7 separate regions of the Mus musculus genome follow, and regions 1, 2, 4, 5, 6 and 7 are each linked to region 3. A link is a contact called in public promoter capture Hi-C data. All regions are on one chromosome and are shown on one strand. Each heading gives the region's core, a stretch centred on a gene start, on an enhancer-like site or on the middle of the called end of the contact. The rest is flanking DNA. Distances are from core to core; before and after follow the strand shown.

What was found. Promoter capture Hi-C pulls out the DNA fragments that hold promoters and counts their contacts. Capture Hi-C pulls out chosen DNA fragments and counts their contacts.
Region 1: a promoter capture Hi-C map of pre-B cells shows a contact between it and region 3, with 2.7 times the contacts expected there. The contact joins the promoter of Toe1 here to the promoter of Eri3 in region 3. A contact is called at or near these places in 2 of 39 promoter capture datasets (liver and pre-B cells), 2 of 484 Hi-C or Micro-C datasets (CD4 T cells and regulatory T cells), 1 of 115 datasets of contacts at active chromatin or transcription factors (bone marrow-derived macrophages) and 2 of 9 other capture datasets (adipose tissue and liver).
Region 2: a contact with region 3 is called in a promoter capture Hi-C map of pre-B cells, with 2.0 times the contacts expected there. The contact joins the promoter of Prdx1 here to the promoter of Eri3 in region 3. A contact is called at or near these places in 1 of 39 promoter capture datasets (pre-B cells), 1 of 115 datasets of contacts at active chromatin or transcription factors (memory CD8 T cells) and 1 of 9 other capture datasets (pancreatic islet).
Region 4: a promoter capture Hi-C map of pre-B cells shows a contact between it and region 3, with 2.4 times the contacts expected there. The contact joins the promoter of Szt2 here to the promoter of Eri3 in region 3. A contact is called at or near these places in 3 of 39 promoter capture datasets (erythroid cells, liver and pre-B cells), 1 of 115 datasets of contacts at active chromatin or transcription factors (large pre-B cells) and 2 of 9 other capture datasets (adipose tissue and liver).
Region 5: a contact with region 3 is called in a promoter capture Hi-C map of pre-B cells, with 2.3 times the contacts expected there. The contact joins the promoter of Kdm4a here to the promoter of Eri3 in region 3. A contact is called at or near these places in 1 of 39 promoter capture datasets (pre-B cells), 3 of 484 Hi-C or Micro-C datasets (CD4 T cells, Th1 cells and muscle stem cells), 3 of 115 datasets of contacts at active chromatin or transcription factors (bone marrow-derived macrophages, large pre-B cells and memory CD8 T cells) and 2 of 9 other capture datasets (adipose tissue and liver).
Region 6: a contact with region 3 is called in a promoter capture Hi-C map of adipose tissue, with 2.8 times the contacts expected there. The contact joins the promoter of Cdc20 here to the promoter of Eri3 in region 3. A contact is called at or near these places in 1 of 39 promoter capture datasets (pre-B cells), 4 of 484 Hi-C or Micro-C datasets (CD4 T cells, CD8 T cells, natural killer cells and 1 more), 2 of 115 datasets of contacts at active chromatin or transcription factors (large pre-B cells and memory CD8 T cells) and 2 of 9 other capture datasets (adipose tissue and liver).
Region 7: a promoter capture Hi-C map of fetal liver shows a contact between it and region 3, with 2.5 times the contacts expected there. The contact joins the promoter of St3gal3 here to the promoter of Eri3 in region 3. A contact is called at or near these places in 4 of 39 promoter capture datasets (the C10 cell line, fetal liver, liver and 1 more) and 1 of 115 datasets of contacts at active chromatin or transcription factors (large pre-B cells).

What each region holds. Positions count from the first base shown.
Region 1 is chr4:116,805,739-116,809,016 of GRCm38.p6, forward strand. It overlaps Toe1 (target of EGR1, member 1 (nuclear)), which reads right to left and starts at 1,821. Exons shown (of 8, transcript NM_026654.2): 1 at 1,730-1,821; 2 at 879-1,021; 3 at 748-788; 4 at 521-617; 5 at 247-405; 6 at 1-7. The coding sequence starts at 1,781. Mutyh (mutY DNA glycosylase) reads left to right here and starts at 1,996. Exons shown (of 16, transcript NM_133250.2): 1 at 1,996-2,033.
Region 2 is chr4:116,684,007-116,687,149 of GRCm38.p6, forward strand. It overlaps Prdx1 (peroxiredoxin 1), which reads left to right and starts at 1,593. Exons shown (of 6, transcript NM_011034.4): 1 at 1,593-1,654. AV051173 (expressed sequence AV051173) reads right to left here and starts at 2,016. Exons shown (of 3, transcript NR_040442.1): 1 at 1,931-2,016; 2 at 1,639-1,832; 3 at 956-1,302.
Region 3 is chr4:117,548,569-117,552,027 of GRCm38.p6, forward strand. It overlaps Eri3 (exoribonuclease 3), which reads left to right and starts at 1,797. Exons shown (of 9, transcript NM_080469.4): 1 at 1,797-2,162. The coding sequence starts at 2,028.
Region 4 is chr4:118,407,706-118,411,016 of GRCm38.p6, forward strand. It overlaps Szt2 (SZT2 subunit of KICSTOR complex), which reads right to left and starts at 1,558. Exons shown (of 72, transcript NM_198170.4): 1 at 1,458-1,558. The coding sequence starts at 1,484. It overlaps Med8 (mediator complex subunit 8), which reads left to right and starts at 1,632. Exons shown (of 7, transcript NM_020000.3): 1 at 1,632-1,681; 2 at 3,180-3,298. The coding sequence starts at 1,676.
Region 5 is chr4:118,178,719-118,181,770 of GRCm38.p6, forward strand. Kdm4a (lysine (K)-specific demethylase 4A) reads right to left here and starts at 1,325. Exons shown (of 22, transcript NM_001161823.1): 1 at 1,175-1,325.
Region 6 is chr4:118,435,817-118,438,913 of GRCm38.p6, forward strand. Cdc20 (cell division cycle 20) reads right to left here and starts at 1,527. Exons shown (of 10, transcript NM_023223.2): 1 at 1,125-1,527; 2 at 878-1,026; 3 at 694-790; 4 at 444-572; 5 at 153-349; 6 at 1-55. The coding sequence starts at 1,305.
Region 7 is chr4:118,133,452-118,136,588 of GRCm38.p6, forward strand. It overlaps St3gal3 (ST3 beta-galactoside alpha-2,3-sialyltransferase 3), which reads right to left and starts at 1,495. Exons shown (of 12, transcript NM_009176.5): 1 at 939-1,495.

The DNA.
Region 1 (3,278 bases), core at 571-3,070, 740 kb before region 3:
CATCTCCCTAGGTGGAAGGGGAAGGACAACGATGCCCAGTCAGCACCCAGTCAGCACACTTAACCAGGTTTCCCACTGGGGAAGCACCGCCTCATTATCTAACCCCGCCCTGCCCCTTCCACAAAGGTCTTGTTTCTCGAGCCTTGTCACACACATGTCCCCCACCCCCCACCCCCCAGGCCTATGCAAGCAAGAAATAAACCACACGGGACTCGAACTCAAGGCCAGAGGAAGCTGGAGAGCTACCTTGTCATTGCCCTTATGGTAGGGGATACCCTGGGCGTACTGCCGGTTGAAGTTGAAGCCATGCTGTACCAGGAACTGCACAGACTTCGGTTCTATAACGTACTCCTCTATGCATAGCAGGGTGAGATTGAACACTTGAGCCAAGTAAGAATTTTCACCCTGAAAAACATGAGGATCTACTTTACCAAAAACTGGGAGGAAAAATTTCCACCATTAAGATCTCAACTCTCAGGCCCCATGCCTCCCTCAGACCTGGGATGAAGGTAATTCCTACCTTATCTGGTTGCTGCCTGAAGCAGGCGAGGCCCAGGGACAGGACAGAACGGGTCCTGGCAGCATGACACACGGCCTTGTAACGTTCCTCAATGCACCTTAGAGTTGGGTTTGGGCATGAGTTAGTTTCACAAAGAACCCAAACTACCAGGGCTGGCAGTCCCTAGCTTCTGGGTTGAGACCTACATATTTGTTAGAGCTGGGATCACAGGCAAGGCTTATACTTACTGGTTCAGCAAACTCTTCCTATCCCCGAGCCCACTCAGCTCCTATGGGTGGGTAAAGGAAGTGTGGTTATTTTCCACACCCATCACCAAACACTTCACAGCCACCTGCCCTCCCTTCCTCCCACTCCTCACCGTGTCCACAGCCACAAAGCTAGCTGTCTTTAAGGCTAGCAAGAGTGATGGCCATATCTCCTTGAAGTTGTCACTCTGCACGTCTACCACAGGAACCCGAACCACAAACTCCTCTGCAGGTTGTGTGTTTTTGTTGACACCACCTGGGGATAAGGGCGTTGATGGATTTAGATGGTTTCACAAGGTCCCTGTGGAGCAAACACCAAGCTAGATGTGGGCAAAGGGGTGCCCACTGACAAGCTTTCACTTAAAGATTTTACATCTACCAGCTCTAAACACAAGCTCTGAAATGGGCAGTGCCCTAAATTTGGAAAAAGGGCATCTGTGTCTTTTAGTGCCTTTATGTGGGACTGGGAAATCATTTCTTTTTTGCATCATGATCAGGAGAAAAGTGGACTAGATAACCTTTGAGGATTCTTTATCCTCCAGCCTGTAATCCCAGGACTAGGGAGCATTAGGCTGAAGGACCACGAGTTCAAGGCTAGCCTACAGAGCATGCTCCTATCTCAAACACAAACCGATCCCATAAAGCCACATATACATGATGCCTCAACAGCTACCGGAGTGCTCCAAAGTTAAACCCAAGCTCCACTTACTGTGGACGACTACGCACTCTGGTATTACCGACTGACAACCACCGGCTCCGTCCAAAACACACCACCCATCCCACCTCACTGCTCCACTCTACAACAGTTCGGGTTTTGCAGTTGCACGCGCTGCACACTGGGAGTTGTAGTCTAAGATAGCTGAGGCAAGAAGAACTACAGGCCTGTCTCCGAGCTACCGGGCCGAGGCTTTTCCCTCCCCAGGACCCCTTAGGCTTCTGTGGCCATCCCTGGGGAGCCGCTCACCGTCAGAGGGCGTTGGAACTGGAGGCACATCATCGTCACTGTCCGCGGCCATGACGCCCCTCGCCAGCCTTCTGGAGGTACGCAGAGACTTCCGCTTCGTCTCCAGAAGCGACACGGATCTAGGATGGGGCGGGGTCTCGGCGTCTGGGTCCCGTAGGGTCAACTTCCGTTCCGAGTGGTCGGGCGGGGTGCGGAGCGTGGGCCTTGCGCGCGCTGAGTGTCTATTGGCTGGACGGTCCTACTGACCGAAGCCACGCCCCCTTCGGGGTTTCTTGGGAGCGGCCGGTCGGAGACTGCGCAGGAGGTAATCTGTGCTTTCATTTGTGGTGGCGGGAACGTGGAATCTTAAAATTACAGCCGATCGTTTCACTTACACAAACTCAGGGTTGGCATGGGCAGCGCAGGCTTCTCGGCGCTGGGTTGGGGAAAGAATGCCTCCTGCGCTGAGCTAAAGCAAGCCTAGGAGTTCGGGAGAGAGGGGTGCACGGCCGAGTAAAGGGGTCCTGAGCATGGACACAAGTCCAGAAAGATAAGGAAGTGAGAGGGAAGCGTTCTACAGGACACAGGTAGATAAGTGGTAAAATGACCAGGAACGTTTTAAAGATAATTCACCCAAGTATTAATGTGCACTTGAGTTAAGGTTTTGGTAGGTCTTAATTTGACCTGTAGGTGGTAACAATGTCGGAATTCAGTCCCATCCTAGGAAGTGTTCTCTAGCTCCACCGACCTAGATTTCTCCTTATCTTAAAAGATAAAAGGCTTCAAACTTATCTTTAAAAATTCAGGCTGGGTGGGATGGTGCCTGACAATAATCTCATCCTTCAGGAGGCAGAGGCAGGCGGATCTCTGAGTTCAAGGCCAGCCTGGTGTACTGAGTGAGCTCCAGGGCTGCACAGAGAAACTCTCGTCTCTATAAAACAAAACAAAAAGCAATCTCCACACCTGGAGTGCTGGGTTATAGGTGTGCACAACCACTCTAGTTTGACTTTTTTTTTTTTTTTTTTTTTTGGTTTTTCGAGACAGGGTTTCTCTGTATAGTCCTGGCTGTCCTGGAACTCACTTTGTAGACCAGGCTGGCCTCAAACTCAGAAATCCACCTGCCTCTGCCTCCTGAGTGCTGGGATTAAAGGCGTGCGCCACCACGCCCGGCTAGTTTGACTTTTTAAAAAAGATTTGTAGTGGGCGATGGTGGCGCACGCCTTTAGCCCCAGCACTTTGGGAGGCAGAGGCAGGCGGATTAGGTGGGTTTCTGAGTTCGAGGCCAGCCTGGTCTACAAAGTGAGTTCCAGGACAGCCAGAACTACACAGAGAAACCCGTCTCCAAAAAACAAAAACAAAAAAGGTTTGTTACTATTTTTAATTCCGTGTATGATTTCTGCGTGGGTCCGTGTGTGTGAGTGCAGTCGGATCCCACCCTCCAACACAGATCTCACAGCCCTCTAATCCCCCTGGCCGTAGCCTAGGGCTGATATCACAGCTGGTTTATGAGCAGTCCAATATGGATGCTATGATCAAAACTCATGAGCCCCCACTGTGCAGCCACGTGGGA
Region 2 (3,143 bases), core at 343-2,842, 860 kb before region 3:
TACTTAGTTCTTACTGTGTAATAGAGATGTGAACTATCATTTCTGTTGTAACTTTTTCATCTCCCTCACTTAAAGCTCAGAACTGCTTTCAAGGCTATCTATTCAAACCAGGAAAACCAATTCCACTTAATTGCAGAGAGGATAAGCCTGTAGACTCAGATAAGCATTACTTCCTGGAAAGCTGTCCCTGACCTGAGTTTATTGATTAGTCCCTTTAACAGAGTTACCAGCTTTCATTTGTCCCTTGACTTGACCATTATGCCTAAACCTCTACGGCCTAATAAAATCTTCTAACTGTTGTGTTTCCATGTCTGCCCCATCCTTATAGCATGACTTTCTAGAGGGTAAAGTTTGGATTATATCCATCTCTGGGTTCCTAAATCACACAAAGCATGTGATATGAAATGGGAACTCTGAGCTTTGTATCTATCCGGCTTCCCCTCCCCTCCCCCAAGGTCTCTATGTTGTCCTTGCTGTCCTGGAACTTGCTATGTAGACCAGGATGGACTAAAAAACACAGAGGTTCTCTTGCCTCTACCTTCCCAGTGCTGGCCATCAAGCCTGACCCCTCTTTAACTCTCTTGACTTTTTTTTTTTTTTTTTTTTTGGAGGCAGGATTTCTCTGTGTAGCTCTGGCTTTCCTGGAACTCGCATTGAATTGAGACCAGGCTGGCCTCGAACTCAGAGCTCCATTAGTCTCTGCCTCTAGAGTGCTAAGAAGATGTGCCATCACTGCCTGGCTTGGAACAGTGACTTTTAACTCAGGAAATTGACCACAGAGCCCCAGTTTTTAAAACCACAAATCAGTTTAGTGACAGGCTGAGATTCAGAAAGATTTAAGAATAATGCAAGAAATGGGTGTGAAACAGAAAAGCAGTATCCAGTAATCAGAGACCAATGGAGGCTGCCCTCAGTGGTGAGGGTTAATGAGGACCAGACTAGAACAGGAGTTTTGTTTTTGTTCTTAACGATTTATTTCTTTTCATTTTCTGTGCATTGGTGTTTTGCTTGCATGTATGTGTGAGGGTGTTGGATCCTCTAGAACTGGATCTACACAGTTATGAGCTGCCATGTGGGTGCTGGAAATTGAGGCTGGGTCCTCTGGTAGTGCAGCCAGGGCTTATAACGGCTGAGCCAGCTTTTCCAGCCCTAGAATAGGTTTGTGAGGCTGGGGTGCGACTGAGAAATATTTGGGTGCACAGTTTCCCCTGAACGTGGTTTAATTTTAGACGTGGCCTTCCAAGAGCAGTAAAACAGACCCTTCTTCTAGTTTGGGTCTTGATTGCACAGCACACAGTGGTCCTGGGAATAAAGAGAGGCACGGATTACCCGGGTACCCCGATTAAACGAGGAAATGACTCAAAGGGCAGTGCTTTTCTACCTCTGGGAACAGCATCACTGAAAGTGTGAGCGTTTCCCCCTGGAGACCCCCTCCACTCCAGGCCCATCCAGGGAAAGCGCTGAGTCATCCCCCGTAGGCCGGCCAGGGTGGGGCGGGGCTCAGCCAGGTCCCCCTCTTCCCGCACCCCCGGCCCGTGAGAATCTCGCGAGAACTTTGTAGGCTATAAAAGCAGCTCCCCGCGCGCGCTGTCGGGCGACCTCTTCCTGCGTTCTCACGGCTCTTTCTGTTTGTGAGACCTGTGGCTCGACCCTGGTGAGTGTGCGGGTATCGCCGCTGAGAAACGCGGCTCGCGCCCATCACTGGTTCCTTCTCCCTCTGGCCGGTCCCGGCTCGTCCCGGGCGATCACGGGCTGAAGCGGCAGGGCGAGGCCTGGTCCCGCGAGTGCTGGAGCTCTACTCGCATTCTTCACGTGGCGCTTAGTTCCCGGACCTGTTGGAACCCTGAGGCTAACGTTCAGTTTCCTCCTCTCCCGCTCACCGATAGAGGGCGGAGATGGCTTGGTGGGACGAGTTTGTGCTGGAACTTACCGCGCGCACTGGGCTGTGTCGTTGTGTTTTCTGATGTGCTATAGTGGGTGATGGCGTGAGTGGTAGGAACGTAACCTCCAGCGAGCTTGGGGCGTGACCTTCTCCGGCGTTCTAGTCCGATTCCTACGGAGACTTCTCAGCGGCCGGAAGTCGCTTTTCCGGGATTGGTTGAGTTTGGAAATGCTGGGCCACGTTGCAAAGCAAGTTTGATTAAAAGATGGTTTATGTTAGGGGGCACACCAGATAGGTAGTTGCTATGCTGCAGGTGCAGCATGTCCCTGAAAAAAAACAGTTAAAAGTTTTTTAAAGTTTGCGATGAAAGATGCTTTTTTTCTTGGCGTTTCTTTTGGTTATTGGTATTATGAACCAAGAAATTTGGAACTTGGATTCCAACTTGCACTCATACTGAGAGGCGTAAATTTTCTTTTAGATTGTGGGTTTTTTTTTAATGTGTATGTCTACCTGTGTGGTAAACACCCCCCCCCCCCCGAGCTAGTTACAGGTGGTTGTGAACCCATCCTAAGTGGGTGGAGGAATCTGAACCAGGACTTTTCCGGAAAGGAGCAGTGTAGGCTCTTAAATTGTTGCGCCATCGCTGAAGCTCCTAATGTTGTACATCTTAACAATTTATTTGTCTTGGTGTTGACCTGGGTCGATAGTGCAGAAATCGGTTTCTTAGCAGTACATTGACTCTTTTTGTATTTTTCTTAGAGTATCTTGGAAATAGGTTGGCCTCTAATTTGGCTAGCCTTGAACTCCTGAATCTTAAGCTTCTACTTCCCAAGTGTTGAGATTACACATCCCAAGTTTTTTTCTTTTAAACATTTGTGTGTGTGAACCTTGTAGAAGTCGGCTTTCCATCCTTATGGGCATTCTGGAGATGGAACTACGGTCATCAGATAGCAATTACCTTAACCTGCGTAACCTCCCTCATACAGAAATTGAGACAAGTGTTCCCTCGGTTCAGTATCCTCCTCCCTCAGCATGCAGAGTGCTGGGATGATGCTCCACTGTCCCTGGGTTAAACCTAAAGAACGTTTTAAGACACGGTTACTAAATCTAGGTTGGCCTCAAACAAGTTATGCAGAGAAAACTTAAGCTTAAACAGAACACCTAAAGATCTGAAGCAATAAATGCCAGTGTCCTGGCATTGATGTGCTTGGGATTTTTGTGTCTGTTCCATTTCCTTCCCGTTTCTCCCTAATGAATATGC
Region 3 (3,459 bases), core at 547-3,046:
GCATGGATGTCTGTGCGCCACTTGTATGCAGTGCCTGAGGAAGCCTGAAGAGTGCATTAAATCCCCTAAAACCAGAGTTATAGATGGTTGTGAGCTGCCATGTGGGTGCTGGGAATCAAACTCAGGTCTTCTAGGATAGTCCTAGAATACAGATTCTTTTTTTTTTTTAAGACTTATTTATTATATGTAAGTACACTGTATCTGTCTTCAGACACCCCAGAGGAGGGCATCAGATCTCATTATGGACAGTTGTGAGCCACCATGTGGTTGCTGGGATTTGAACTCAGGACCTTTGGAAGAGCAGTCAGTGCTCTTAACCGCTGAGCCATCTCTCTAGCCCATTGTTTTACTTTTTATATTATCTTTTCATTGCCCATCCCTTCCATTTCCTTTCCTATAGAAAAGCTCCTTGAGGATATGGATTTTATATGTCTTACCATGAAACCATCAGCAACAGACAGTGCCCAATTCTGAAGTATAAACACGCATTGACGAATGGGCCAATCCAGGTTAATGTTTATGTAACGATAAGAAGAAGAAGCTCCAGTTTTAGTTCCAAGATTTGGGGACAGGCAATCGTGGCTCTCCTTTTCTCAGTTGGGGTGAGTGATATCTGTCTCTGTTGCAGTTTACTCCTTCATTTGTCAGAAACACATTATTGCATAGCTGCTCTATGACTGACACCATACTGGGTATAAGCCATGCAGCATGAACAATATGGAAATGAATAGCTATCTTAAACGAGTTTCAATTCCTGGGAGAGAGATGGCAGGGAGACAATTGTAAAGTGCTGTGCTCAGTTCTGTAGGTTCACAGTAGAACCATCTAACCCATTATGTGCATGAGATTAAAGAAGGCATTCTCTGATATGGGGATTACAGGCATTTCCAGCTCAGGCAGGAACCATTATATTAAGATCTCAGAGGTGGCAGGGTCCAGAACTGATATTAGCTGTCTTAAAGGAAAATAGCAGGTGGCAGACAGAGGAGCTTGGTAACTGAAGATGGCTCCTAAGATGGATCTGACTGAGAGGCTGTCAAAATCACCAGTGGCTTAAGACTGATGCTTCCCATTTCATAACGTGGATTCCCAGAGAAGCACAGCTAAGATGGAGACACTCACCCATCGCTTTAGGTGAAGTTCTCCCCAGCTGCCTGGAGAGACTGACTGTGAAAGACCCACTACAGCTATGGCCAGAAACCTTGTTAACCCTGACAGTTCCTCTGAGGGCCTCAACAAGCCAGAAGCTTCCTCCTCAGAAAGGCCCTTCAGAAATCTCAGCATTTTCTTTTTAGCTGAATTCGCCTCCCTTCTTTCCAGATTTCCCTCAGGCCCGCATCAGAAAGTAGATAACGATTACTTGTTGACAATGAATCACAGAAAAGTGTCGCCTAAAGAGAATGTCTCCTAAGCCCATACTCACCGAATGCCTACAGTCAAGGTGGGGAAAATAAGTAGAGCATCTGGGTCATTTTAGGCCTGACGAAGATTTCGGGTTATTTTATTATTATCATTTATTTATTTTTTAAGAAAACCCCTTTCACTGTTTAGAAGTGACCCTCCCTTTCTCTTTTGAATACGTGGCTCCTCTAAACTACAAGTCCCACAAGGCCCAGAGCCAACGGTCACCATCTTGACACACCTTAACGCGCATGTCGGCGGGAGAGAGAGCGTTTGGAGAGAAGAAGCCCCGCCTTACTCCAGCTCATTGGCCAAAGGCGCTAGCAGCGGGCTCAGCGGTTGGCTACCACGCCCGCCCGTCCACCGCGTCGGTCGGGGTCAGAGTGCGCGGAGGTGAGTCGGTGTGTTGTGGACTCGTGGTGCTGGCTGCCGCTGTTGAGGCTGCCTGGAACGGGCTGTGGGAAGCGGGCGGAGCTGGCCCTGCTTCTGCCTGGCCAGCGCCGCAGGCGGCGCGGGCCGTGCCCGCTGCCGTCAACTGCCCGGAGCGTCTGCTGAGGCCGAGGGAGACGCCGGGGCCTGCACCTGGAGAGAGCCTGCCGTGCTGGCCCGGAGGAGGGGGCGTTGCCATGGCGACAGCCTCTCCGGCAGCTGACGGGGGGCGGGGGCGGCCCTGGGAAGGAGGGCTGGTCTCCTGGCCCCCTGCCCCTCCCCTTACGCTTCCCTGGACCTGGATGGGCCCGAGCTGGGGGCAACACCCTGGGGTGGGTGAGATTGAGAGGGCCCCCAGCTTGGGCCCTGGTTAATGCATGCGGGGTGTGGGTCGTGGCGCGCACACTTAAGGAGCCTGGGATTCTGGCCTGGTGCTCACCCTGGATGTTAGAACTCTGGGCGAAGGGATAGCTGGGGAGGGCGGTGGGGGAGCTCGGCTTTGCGAGAGAGACTGGGTGAGTTGATGAAAGGGCCTGGTTTGAGATTTCTGGAGAAGGAGAGAGGTTTGACCAGATAAAGTAGAAGATTAAGGAATTATTTATAGACTACCCCCTCCGCATCTTGGCACAGGCACACATGCTAGCACTTTACTTCCTTGTAAGTCACAAGCTGTGGGTAATAATGGTGGACAGAGGTGGACAGAGTGGAGAAAGAGCCTTAACCCAGGTAGCTTTTTGTATGTCTTTATTGCAAGTGGTCCAGCAACAGGTGTCTTCTTAAAACAAAGAAAGCATGACTTGGGTTGAGTTCTTGTGAAATGTCAGCTGCTCGACGTTGGCCTGGAAGATGCTGGGTATGGGGCCCCTCATCTGGAGATACAGAGCTTGCCCCTCAGGCTGGATTTCGCAATGACTGGGGCCAATAATTGTCTCTGACCATTTTTGTGGCTTGCATTTGCTAGTGCATTTCATTGGTTTCCCAGCCCAAGGGCAGCAAAACATGAATCCCATTGGCCAAAGACTAAGCTATTTAACTGTAGTAGATTGTGATTGGCCGAATGATTTTTGACTGTAGAGTTTGTACCAGAAAACTGGCTTCATCAAATTCAGCTTTATTCTGACTTTATCATACACAGTATACCTTGTTTTAGTGGGCTCGGTCTTGGACCTTAAGTATATTATACTTGAATCGCCCACCATTTAAAAGCCAATTTATAACAGTGACTTGGAGTGTGACTCCACTAATGTATGCCTGTGATCTTGGTTAGAAACCCACTTGGCTGCCTGTCGGCAGGTGCTGCCTGGGGGAAGGGAGCTGCCGGGAAGTGATTGATAAGGTTTCCTTTATGGATTCTGTGGTGCTTCACTGGAGCTCAGAGCACTTTGGCAACTTAAGCACTCCAAATTAAAAGCTCATTAACAATTCCTGCCCAAAGATCCTGTAAATAATCAGCCAGTTAGGTCCTGGAGCTTGGCTAAGAGCTCTCCCTTCAACTTGAAATATCTAAATCAAAGGGGTTGTTATTGCATTTTATTTTGAAAAGTTTACTCCCTGGTGGCATAAACTGGAGAGTGCCCTGTTCCCAGGGGATCAGGATAGAATAAAGTCTTAAGTGTGTGGAGTGGTAGA
Region 4 (3,311 bases), core at 308-2,807, 860 kb after region 3:
CCACCACTATGGTAAAAGCAGGCCCTTCAGTGTTAAAGGCACCTTGGGGCAAATACTGGCTCTGCATGTTTCTCCATTCCTGAACAGGGAAAGCAAGAATGACAATTTCCTGAGGATTCTACCTGTGTTAGATACTTAGAGAACTTAAACTTCCTGGATCCCACCCATTTGTGGAAGGAGGTTAAATGCCCCACTAAATGTGACACTTCACTTACGCCTCTGCAACACCTATTATAATCCAATGTTCATTTAGTCCCCACAGCTAAGGAGTCTCTGTTTTACCCTCTGCATCCACCCTAACCCTCAGCACAATTCTGGTTGCAGAACAGCACTTGCTTCTTCCTCTCTTTTGGGAGCCTAGCCTCTCTAAACATCACCCTTTCTTCTTGGTATTCTGTTTCTACCCTATTCACTCATAGGGTTTTCATGTGTGTAGTTTATCACATCCTCCCCATACACGGGTGTGTGTACTCATACATTATACATATATAAGATCACACCCGTGTCAGAGTGCACGTGTGCAGGTCAGAGGACAACTTGTAGCTGTAGAGCGAGCTCACCTACCTGGGAGTTCTAGCCCCAATACTAGCTGCACAACTATGCTTCTTTTAATAGTGGCACCTCAGTTTCCTGAAAAGAGGGATGATAATGGTGTTTGCCTTATAGGGTTGAAAGAACTGGTAACAGTAAAGAGCTCAGAATTGTGGCTGGCATACAGTAAGAATTCGACAAGTAGCCATTGCTATTTGTATCGTTACGCACATGCATCAACCTTCCCTCCTACAAGGCTATCCCTCTGGGGTCCTGGACACGCTAGCCAAATTTGGTACCTCCTCGGATCCGCTCGTTCAGTTGGAAGGAGTAGTCCTAAGGTATCTTTGCATGGCATGACACCTCACCTGCTCTGACTTCAGTTGTCTGCTCTGTACATGACAATAAATACTGCCAGATTCCCTGCTGGAGTCTGAATGTCAAAACATACATATAGGGTTCTTTGCATCTAGGGGGTGGGGGGTGGGGTGGGGGGGCGGGTGCCTCGTCTGCCTTTTCTGCCTTAACTTGTGATCCCCAAGCCACATCACAGAACAAATACTTTTATAAAGAAGGAAGCAGGGTCTGTCCTAAGTTAAGACTGGCCAGAGGGTTGTAGGGCTTTGCCAAGAGCACGAACGCTAGAGCGAAATCAACTCATGCTATTGATTGCATTCCAATAGATGAGATACAAAAAACCCCGCAAAGTCGGTCAGCTTCGGCGTGGCACAATGAAAATCCCAACTAATAACCAAAACACGAGTTTTTATCAGCATCACTATCGCTAACAAGTCTGTGGATGGGCGACGAAGATCAGGATGGCATCTGAGTAAACAAAACAGCAACGGCCTCCTTGAGGCTCCGGAGGGTGAAGGCTGCCACACGCCCGCCCTCGGGCCTCGGCCCCGCGCCCGCCCATCCCTCACCTCTGGCTCGGGGCGCTCCGAGGCCATCACACAGCCCTCCCGCGCCGGCCCGGGCCAGGGAGGTTGCTCCACTCCTGACCTCTGACCCGGCTAGTTCTGTACCGGGCAGGAACCGGAAGTTGTTGGGATGGTCCCGTTTTGAGTTTTCTGATTGGTGAGCGCAGCAAGCCGTGCGAGAAACCGGAAAGGGAAGTGGTTGCGCCCGCCGGGCCGCGGCAATGCAGGTGAGAAGCGGGTTGGGCCTTATAGCCGCTGGCGGGAGGGTGATTGGGCTGAGGACACCGGGGAGTTGGGGCTGTGAGCGGAGGGCAGAGGAAAGGCAGCGGAGCCAGAGAGAGCGAGGCCAGCTGCGGGAGGCGCGGGCATCGAGCCCGCTGATGTGAGAAGGTCGGAGGCCCGGGGAGGAAAGGCGGACTTGATTGAGCGTGGAAAAGGATCGTGGTGGCATTTGGGAAGGCTCGGGAAAGTAGTGGGCTGCCGCACGCCTCGATCTAGGCTGTTGGACACAGGCGTCATAAGGCTTCAGAAGGCTAAAGGGATCGTGGGCCTCCAAGGATGAAAACTAAGCTGTTTGTAATTCGAGGCTGTGGGTGGAACCCGGTGTCCAACCCCCTCAGTCACATAGTCAGGTTTGCAAATCAGCTTTGCATCATTCTTCCCGGCTTGTACCTCGTTGCTAAGGGCGGAGAAGTGGGGTAAATAGTCCTCAGATAGTCAAACGGAAACCCTCTGCCGCCTCAGCGTTTAAAATTGTCTAACACTCAGAAACAATGTGCAGGTTTCCTCGCCTTTGTCTTTCATTACTCTTTCATTACTCACTTGGCTTGTTGCATCTGATAAACCTACACTGTTTATGGGTCACCCGAATTATGAAAGAGACACGGGAATATTGGCACAAAGATGCACGTTGACTTTCCAAAGCACCAAATGCTATGGATAAACGGCCAGTTGGGGGACCGGGAAGGGGATTGCAGAGCTGGTATTCAGAGAAAACCTTACAGAGAGGCAACGTGTGAGATTGTCCAGATTGTGTGGTTGACAGTAGCTACACTCACAAGAGGATGACCAGAGGCACCCATGATATAATGAACTTCGGGAATTATTTAGGCTGTGTGTGCAGATAGCACCCCTGTTATCATGGCAAACCTTTCTGAGGTGAACTGAACTTCCTGAAAAAAACAAAACAAAACTGTGTCAATGCCAACACCACAGAGTGACACGAGGGATTCTCATCCACCCAAGGAAAGCAGCGCAGTGACAATAAGCAGTCGTGAGGTAGGCAGGCCACATCTATTTTCCAGAAGAGGAACTGACAAAGAAGAGTGTGCAGAAACCTGAGCACGTTCCTATTAACCCTACTGCAAATCTAAGAGAATGTTGTCTACTGGGAGAGGCAGTGTTTGAGAGCTGGGAGGAGGAGAGCATGGAATTAAAAAGGTGCAAGGCTAAGTGAGTTCGAAGCCAGTTTTGTTACAAAGACAAATCATGAGGTTTCAAGCCAAAGAGAATTAGGTCTGGTGCAATGACCTTCTTGAAGGACCACAGTGTAGGAGGGTTATAGAGGAATCAGTTAGTAGGAGGACTTCAGGCCAGGTGAACAGGTTGAAAGGTCTAAGGGTTGATGCTATCTGTAACCCAAATACCAAGATAGAAAACAATTTAGCTTTTCTGAATGTGTCACGCTCACTTGTATCTGAGTAACCAAACACACTGTTGATGCAGAGGGAGGAGAAGCAGCTTGAGGCATCATTAGATGCCCTGCTGAATCAAGTGGCCGATCTGAAGAATTCACTGGGGAGTTTCATTTACAAGTTGGAAAACGAGTATGACCGGCTGACCTGGTAAGGATTGCCA
Region 5 (3,052 bases), core at 75-2,574, 630 kb after region 3:
CCACTCCAAGGGAGGGATTTCTGGCTAGGCATTTTTCATTAACTTTGCATAAAAGATATACTGTTATCCCTGCTTTACATACCAGGAAATGTATCCAAAGTGCCCCCTCTAAAGCATCTTCTACCACTTTCTGCTACCTCAGCTCTAATACTTACATGAACTAAGACTTCTCTGAAAGTGTGGAGGAACTTGAAGCCTATTCAATTTAGGAGACTTTTCCTTTTAAAAGGAAATTTTCAATATATTCTACTTTTGAAATTTTTACAAAAAGGTATCATAAATATCAGACTGGGGCTCCTCCCCTGGGCTTCAAAGGTGGTCACAATGTTGCTTCATCTGCCTCTAGCTCTGTTTATCTTTGTGTGTCCAGAAGCTAGAACAATGCTCGCCACAAAGTAGGCACTCAGTAACTGCTGAATAACTCATATCCTCTGCTCACTTTAGCGGATCATCCCATTACTTTAACTCTAGGGTTCCATTCCCGCGATCTATTCCCTTGGGGAAATCTGGTCTGGGGCACCTTCCCGTCCGCCTTCAGCAACAAAGCAAAGAGTACCGGGAGCTAAACCTTCGGCTCTAGAGTGAAAACTCTGAATACCGGTCTGATCTCTGTCACTTTTTAACACCTTGGCTGTGTGAATGGACTGGATGAGTCTCAGTTTCTCCACCTGCAAAATGGGGACCCCAAACCCCTGCCTTGATGGATCGTATGATTAACTTAGATGATGCAAGCGAGCCCTAAACGCTAGGCCCGGTAAGCACTCCATAAAGGCAGCTGTTGCTAACAGTGACCTGAAACTCCCGCACTCTCCGCCCCCGCAGCCACCCCCGCGGCATCCCTCCAAAGGCAGCCCGGTTCCCAGTGTCCCCACACACCACTTACAGACACTGCCCCTCCCGGCCCCACCGCCTAGGCGAGGGAGGCCCGGCCGCAGGAAGAAGAAAATAAGGCCCAGTGGGCCCGCCCCCCTCTCCCGACGCCCATTGGCCACTAGAGATTGGAAAGAACCAATCGCAAAACTTATTTTAGAAGCTCCTTTCTCTATTGCTCAAACCCCATGTCGATCACAGAGCACAGAAAGACCCACCTCACCACCCTCCCCCACTGGAGCTCACGGCCAAGGGTTTTGGCAGCATCAACCCCTTGGGGAATCCAAAACCCGATGGCTCTCACCTGGAGCCTAAAGCCCTAGCAGGGCTCAGGCCCGATTGCTGTTGTCGCCACTCGCCGATCCCACTGTCTTTCTTGAGGGCGAAAGACAGAGCTCCGCCTCCTTTAAAGTCTGACTCTGCGCAGCCTCACAGAGCCCATAGTCAACCAACCCAAGAATGGCTTTAGGTCCTCAGCTAACCAATGAACACTCACTACACCGACTCGGCGTCTGGAACTACGAGTCCGCTTAGCCTATGAGCGTCGTCTCGAGCTGTTGCCAGGAGAAAACGCTGAGCCTCCGGGGACTGGGGCCACTGAGCATCAGGGCTGGATCCAGAGTTAGCCTATCAGAGGCTGACTCAGATCTCCATAGTTAAGCTGGGTAGAAAGAAGCGAATACCCTGAAATGGGCTAGCCGGTTATGGGGAAGGGCGAGCAGGTGGTTATAGGATGTTTCTAGCGAAAGGATAAGCCTAATTTTCTTGGAGTAACTCCTTTGCCTAAGATATAAAGGCGATGGAAGACCTCCGGGAAAGTTTCTAAAGTCAAGGAGTTCAGAGAACGTGACCAGCATGTCCAAGTTTGCCCAGTACTCTCAGTTTGACTCTCTTCTCTAAGAAGCCCCTCGCCTGCTGGCAAGGCGGGTTAGGTAAAGATCTGCTCCAGGAGAAGGAGCCCTGGGGGGTCATTAGGACAGATCCTGAAGGAAGATATCCCTGAGGCTTTTTAAAAGCGGCTCCCCTTGAGCGAAAATTTGGGGTCATTAGCAGCTCTTGGAGCGAACAGGGTGATTCTAAGAATCATTAAAGGCACTTCAGGGGGCCGAACAGGATCCCTAGAAGTCATTAGGAGCAGTTCCTGAGAGGCTGTGAGCAGCCTTAAGGAGTTCCCAGATTGTCAAGGACGATGAAGAAAGAGAGGTTAACACCCTTATAAGTCAAATAAGGAGGAGAACTCACTAGGGCATAAAACATGAGCAAAATTCCCGATAGCACCGGGAAGAAGAGTTGTATTGTGTTTGAACTGCTTTCAAAACCAACCCTTCGGTACAGAGAGATGACTGAGAGGAAAGGCACAAGTCTTATGATCTGAGGTAAGCTGTTGAAGGAGAGAATCAATACAAGTTCACAAGATGTCCTCTGACTTTAGTGGATTGCAGTGTCACCGCCGCCACAAACACACTAAATAAATAGGTTAAAAAAAAAAAAAGTAAGCTGGGCGGTGGTGGCACATGCCTTTAATCCTAGCACTTGGGAGGCAGAGGCAGGCAGATTTCTGAGTTTGAGGCCAGCCTGGTCTACAAAGTGAGTTCCAGGACAGCCAGAGCTATACAGAGAAACCCGGTCTCAAAAAATACCAAAAAAAAAAAAAAAAAAAAGTTTTTAAACAACTTCTCGTCCATGCCTGGATTTTTCAAGGGGAACAAATTCAGGAGAGTTGAGATGGATGGCAAGAGTTTACCAATGTTAACTAAAAGGAGATACTTCATAGAATGCTATGGGTTAAATATCTAGGCACATATCTGATGAAAAGGGTGCTTTAAAAAAAATGAGAGGCCAGCCTGGAATAGGTAGTTCCAGGATAACCAGAGTTACATAGTAAGACTCTTTCTTAAGAGGGAGAGATGCAGCCGGGCATGGTGGTGCACGCCTTTAATCCCAGCACTCAGGAGGCAGAGGCAGGCAGATTTCTGAGTTTGAGGCCAGCCTGGTCTACAAAGTGAGTTCCAGGACAGCCAGGGCTATACAGAGAAACCCTGTCTCTATATATAAGAGGGAGAGATACAGAGATAGATATGTGGGCATCATGGCACAAGCCTACCAATCTTAGCCCTTGAGGGGTAGAGGCAAGAAAATCAGAAGTTCATAGCTGGGCATGGTGGCACGTCTTTAATTACAG
Region 6 (3,097 bases), core at 277-2,776, 890 kb after region 3:
GAGCGGAGTGACTGGTCATGTTTCGAAGTCGTTTCTGCTGCTGCACATCCCAGAGCTGCAGAGGAATGACCACAGGGTCACAGATGTAAGGTGGGCAAGCTCCCCCCTGAGCCCAGTGACCACAGAGCCACAATACAGGCAACCAGGCTCACCTGGACCTCAGCATTGCTGGTGCCTACAGCTAGGTAGTTGCCCTCCTTGATCCAGGCCACCGAGGATATGTAGTCTCCAGGCTGCTCCATTTGCAACAACTGCAGGATGTCACCAGAACCAGCGTTCCATAAGTACACACTGTTGTCCAGTGCCACAGCCAATACATTTCCAGAGCTCCAATCTACAAGATTCAGGTCTGCCAGGGGAAGGAAGAAAACATGAGGTCCTTTGTTGGACTGGTCCATTCCTAGGCCATCTTTCTCCATCCGCAAAGACAACAGTGCACTCACAGTAGTCATTCCGGATTTCGGGGGCATCAAGGATCCTGTCTGGCAGAGAAGGGATGTATCTGCAAGTCTTCCTGCTGGAGCCAGGCGTGGCTTTCTGACTGTACAGTACTTTCAGTCTGTTCTGGTAGCCTGTGGCAAGAGAGTGGGTCTAGACTTGGAAACTGATACCCATCCACATGTGGAAAAGCAGCCACATGTCTCCCCTTAGGAAGGACTGACACCAGCCTCGATGATGTCACTCACTCCTTACCTTCTGGGGCATTCTGAGGTTTGCCGCTGAGCCTGAGGATCTTGGCTTCCTCCACATCAAAACCGTTCAGGTTGAGAGACCAGGCTTTCTGATGCTCCTGAAATACACGGCAAGTGAGGGGAGGAAGACCGGTATCAGCCAGGGGACAGACACCTCAAGTCTCATGACCCCTGTGGAATCATACCTTTTTGGTGGGCGTCCCCCTGTCTTCCGGCTGGTTTTCCTTGCTTAAGAGGAAGCTGGCCACCTCCATTTGAGAAGCACTGCGTTGGGGGATAAAGCGGTCACCTCCAGGTTTGCTAGGGGTGGTCTGAACCTTGGAACTAGATTTGCCTGGGGGCAGGGAGAGAGAAGTCAGACAGCCTGACGAGGCTCCCGGAGGGAGCATGAAGACGGACTCTCAGCGATTCCAGCTCCCTCCACCCACTCACCAGGAGTTCGGCCCGGGGTCCGCCCGGCGCTGTGTGATCTGTTGGCGGCCCGCATGGGCGAGGGGGCTGGGCCTGTGGCTTCCTTTGCTTTGCGCTGCCAGCGCGCAACCGGGGCATTGGGGATGGGTGCGTCCAGTTGAAGCAGTGAGTGCAAATCGCTCTCGAACACGAACTGCGCCATGGCACCGCTACCGGGGCGAAAGGCGACCAAGCGCGATCCTCGCCGGGCTCCTGGGCTCCGCCTGCCACAGCTCGCAGCAGCCCGGTCCCTCTCCGTACTCAGCTCTCCCGAACACAAACCCCCAGCTCCTCGCAGCGCGTCAGTGCGCCTGCCGAACGCGTTCTTTTCCAGACAAGCTAAGGACACGCCGGACTGTTGTTCTTAAACTCTCCGCTGCTAGCGTTCATTGGCTCCTTCAAAACCCAACTGTCTTAACCGTCGCCCTTGCCGATTGGTCGCTACACTGAAGAGGGCCGGGTCTTCCGGGAGCAAATCTCACGAGAGTGCGACGACCAAGCATTTGGAAGGAAATCCCGAACCCATCTCTGGGAGCCTTCGTCCCTGCCCGAATCGGAGCCCGAATCGGAACACGGGGGCGGGTCCCGCACAGTTAGTCCTCGGGATCCGCTCTCTGCCGGCCATCTCTCTGGGTTGGGCCCGGCAGTTAGAGCATCTGGGAATCTTTGAAAGGTCACATCGAAGCCTGTGGGTGGTACTTAGGTCACACGTTCACACATACACACATTCTCTCTCTCTCTCTCTCTCTCTCTCTCTCTCTCTCTCTCTCTCTCTCTCTCTCTCTCTCTCTCACACACACACACACACACAGAGAGAGAGAGAGAGAGAGAGAGAGAGAGAGAGAGAGAGAGAGAGAGAGAGAGAAACTCAACCTCAACCCGGAGGACCCAGTTGGTTAGAGACGGTGGGGAGGTGGCAGTCTGAATGGGGAGGGCGCCTGAAACCCTGCTAGGAAGGAAGTATGCGGACCAGTGTGGGGTTCTGCAAACACAAAGTGAGAGGAAGGGGTGTGTGTGTCAAAACAATGATCAGAATTCCAGCCTTTCGTCGTGAAGATTAGGTTAGGCTGTTCTTGGGGACATCACATCCTGTGGAGGACTCCCGTGGGACTTAGGATTCTTCAGAGACCTAGAGATCTCCTTACCCCCGTTGCACATAATCTGCCAGAGCGACACCCATTTTGTTTGTTTCAGACAAGGGTCTCACTATGCAGTCCGGGCTGGCCTGGAATTCACCTTGTAGAAAAAACTGCCCTGGATCTCAGAGATGCGGTGGAATTTAAGGCGTGTGCCACCACGCTGGGCCAAGAACCTGGTTATGCTGATAGAAAAACCAAGGTGCAATACAAGAAATTAGCCCAAGGTCATAAAAAGAGGTTGGTAAGAATCCAGGTCTGGGGCCTGGAGAGATGCCTCAGTTAGAACTTCTTGCTCTTCCACGGGAAGAAAATTTGGTTTTGTCAGGCAGCGCACAACTACCTCTAACTCCAGCTCCAGGGCATCGATGCCCTCTTATGGAACCAGCATACAGATGGCACACAAACACACCCCTCCTCCCCGATAAAAATAAATTATTTTAAAGCGGAAAGGAGGTTAGAAAGATGATGGCTTAGCTGTTATCGCTAGATGCTCTTCCAGATTACCTAGGGTTCAGTTCCCGGCGCCCAATATAGGTATTCAAGATCTATTACTGTAGTCCCAGGGGATCCAGTGCCTTCCCTGGCCTCTGCCAGCATCAGGTGTGCATGAGGTATACAGACATAGATGTAGGCAAAACACATACACACTTTAAAAAAAAAAAAGTGGCCCTTTGATCTCTGCACCCACAGCGCACCTCTTCCTTCTGGTGACAATAAAAAACATTAAAAAAAAAAAAAAAAAGCGCCGGGCGTGGTGGCGCACGCCTTTAATCCCAGCACTTGGGAGGCAGAAGCAGGCGGATTTCTGAGTTCGAG
Region 7 (3,137 bases), core at 245-2,744, 580 kb after region 3:
TGTGCTTCACTTCCACATCCTACAGAGGTCCAGAGAACAATCTCCATAATTTAATTGTCCAAGTTCCCCTCAAGTCTACACCTTGCACAAAACATAACACGGATTCAGTAGGCGCTTGACTGTGTGAGCAAGCTCACTAGTCTCTAGGAACACACTTGCTTTGCTTCATCATTAATAACTTGTTAGGAGACACAGACATCAGATTAGCGAAATGGAGCAACCAACACCACTTTATATTTCAAAATGTCTGTTATTTTAGGAGACTATATGAAACTCCCATCTGGTCATAAGGTTTTACTCCAATTTTTAATCCTCCAATCTTTCTTCTTTTCCTTTCTTCAGTCTTTTGAGACTGGGTCTTGCTATGTGGCTCTTGTTGACACGGTTTTATTATTCTATGTAGCCCAGGCTGGCCTCTGAAGCAATCCTCCTGCTTCAGCTTCTGAGTGCTATTACAGGTGTGCACCTACTACCCCGGGATCCAATTCCTCTGAGTCTTTAATTGAAAGTTTAGGGACACAAGTGGAATTGTCATGATGTCTACTGTGCTACATGTCAGGAACCTAACTCTAACTCGTGGCTTTTCCTTCCTTCTCAGCCCATTATCTATAGTGCTAATAATTCAAAGGACCTCAGAGAAATGTGTTAAGCACTCTTTGCTTTCTGGGATAGCAGCCGGCTCCCTTCATCGGTCACTCCCTAGGTTAATTACAGTGACTCAGTTTTACCACCTCCCCGTACTCTAGAGAAACAGACAAAAATTAAATTTATTGAGGAATCATAAAAATGGGTGCTACTGTAAAAAGGAGTCTAAACACATCTGTGGGACATCCGCCTAACCAAATCTACCGTCCTCACTAAGCTTTTCTCTCGCAAACAAGACCACTGAGAAGACAATGAGGAAGCACTCCAGAAGAAAGGGTAGCGAGAAGACGTACTTTGATAAACTGACCCGGTCGCTCCGAGGAGGATCTGGCCCCGGGGAAGGCAGAGATGACAACCGCTACTCTTGGTGACTCCCGCTAGGCTTTCCCCGGACTTTCTTGCGCTTGTCCCACAGCGGGTCCCGGGTGACCGTGACCCTCCTTTGCGCTCAGACTCGCGCGCCTGGGACACTGCACACAGGTGACCTCGGCGCGCTCGGCCCGGCTCGCGCGGCCCTCTGGCAGGCCTGGCCCCCACCCGGGCCCGGGCTTTGGTCCCCAGCGCGGCTCGGGCCGGTCTGGCCGGGGGAGGGGCGCGGCGGCCGAGAGCTGCTTCGGGGACGCAGGGCAGGCCTTACCGCAGCAGAGAGGGAGGCCGGGGGCGGGTGGCGCCAGGGCGCACGCAGAGCGCGGAGGCAATTGCAGCGCGAATAGCGGGGACAGCCGAGGGGACCCCAGAGGGAGCCCAGGACGCGGCAAGCTGCACGGGCGCCGCCATGGTGGGGACGCAGCGGCGGGACCACCAATCCTGCGGTCCGCCTCGGCGGCCGCGCCGGGGGTCGGGCATCAGCAGCCAATGGGAGCACCGGAACCGGGCGGGGCGCCAGGCAGGCCAATGCGAGGCTTCGCCGCAGGGTTGGGCGGGCCCGGACCCCGGAGACCCAATGGAAGCCAGAGGCCGAATCCATCCCCTCCCCATCCCCGGGCTATAGCTGGGGCTTGGGAGGAGCGCTGCGTGGAGCTGCGGTGCGTGGGGCTGCCCGGCTGCGGTCAGGTTTCCTCTGCTTCCCAGAGGAAGTCTTCTGTCCCTACTTCACCACTCTGCTGTCAGCCCCTGACGCTGGTGGTAACCTCTAGAACGCCTTCTGAAGCCCTATCCAATCCCGTGAGGGTAAGAGGCCTGCTAAGTTCAGGCGTGACCTCGAAGAAAGGTCGCAGATAGGCCACAAAGCCACCCCACATACCCAGTTCAGGAGGTCGCGCCCTCATTCTGCAGCGGAGTGCATTATCCTAAGGCAGAATTTAATACAGAATTTTCCCAAAGAGGAGGTGGGGACATAACTTGGCACTCTCAGATGCCAATCTTATACAAGGTATACAAGACATAAGTTTCTGCTTTGGCAAAAAGCTGAAGTGCAGTCTTTGGCTGTGGTGGGTCATGAACCCAGACTAGACTACACTGGCCAGGAAGTGCCTAAGGCAGACCCAACTTTGAAGTTGAGCAAGTTTAAAGCCCCAGGCCATCCCCAGCACCAGAAAAAAAAAAAAAAACAAAAACAAAACCACAGGCCAGTTTTATGAGACTTGGGAAAGTCCCATAGCTTTTTATGAACTGGGAATTTTCTTATAATAGGCCAAAAATATTTTTGAATGGTTGACTTAACTAATCATGGTAGTGGTGGTACGTACTTAACTACTCTCTAAACTGAAGCAGGATTAAACATTCAACAACTTTGTGGGTCTCAGTATCTTTGGGTTTTGTTTTGGTTTATTTTGTTTTTGTTTTAGTGTCTGCATGAATGTATGTCCCAGTGCCTGTGTATCCCAGAAGGCCTCATAGCCCCTGGAACTAGAGTTACAGACAGTTGCAAGCCACCAAGTGGACAGTGACAACTGAACCTGGGTTCCCCAGAAAAGTATTCTTAAGGGCTAAACTATCTCTCCATCCCACAGTGGGCTCTTCTTAGGGACAAAAAAGTAGAGAGGGCTGTCGGGTATAGCTTGGCAGTAGTACGTTTGCCTCAAACATTCAAAGGCTTGAATTCAATCCTCAACTCCCATAGAGCTGGGATTACACCAGGCACGAGATTATCCGGTCCTTTAGCAAGGCTGAGGTAATGAGACTCATGGGGAGGAACTACGGGTGCCTGAGGAAGTTAAGTTTTCCTCTCTTCCACGAACGCTCAGCCCCAGCCATTTTCCCCTGAAAATCCCCGAGTGAAGAACAGAGGGGCAACCTTCTTTCCTTGGCTCCAAGGATTTAGCTGTGAAAAAACATCTGTGAAACTCTTCTCTCTTTCCCCAGAGCCAATACTAAGTAGCAGCTCCCAGGCTACAGGGGTACCGAGCACATCATCTAGCACCGGGGCACAAAGCTCAGGCCAGCTGGAATACGGAGGCTGTGCAGAAAGGAGCCTCGCACCAGCTCAGGATCACCTCTTCTTGTCAAAGACTGGGTCTTCCTCCAGGGAAGCAATCAGCAACGACAAGCAC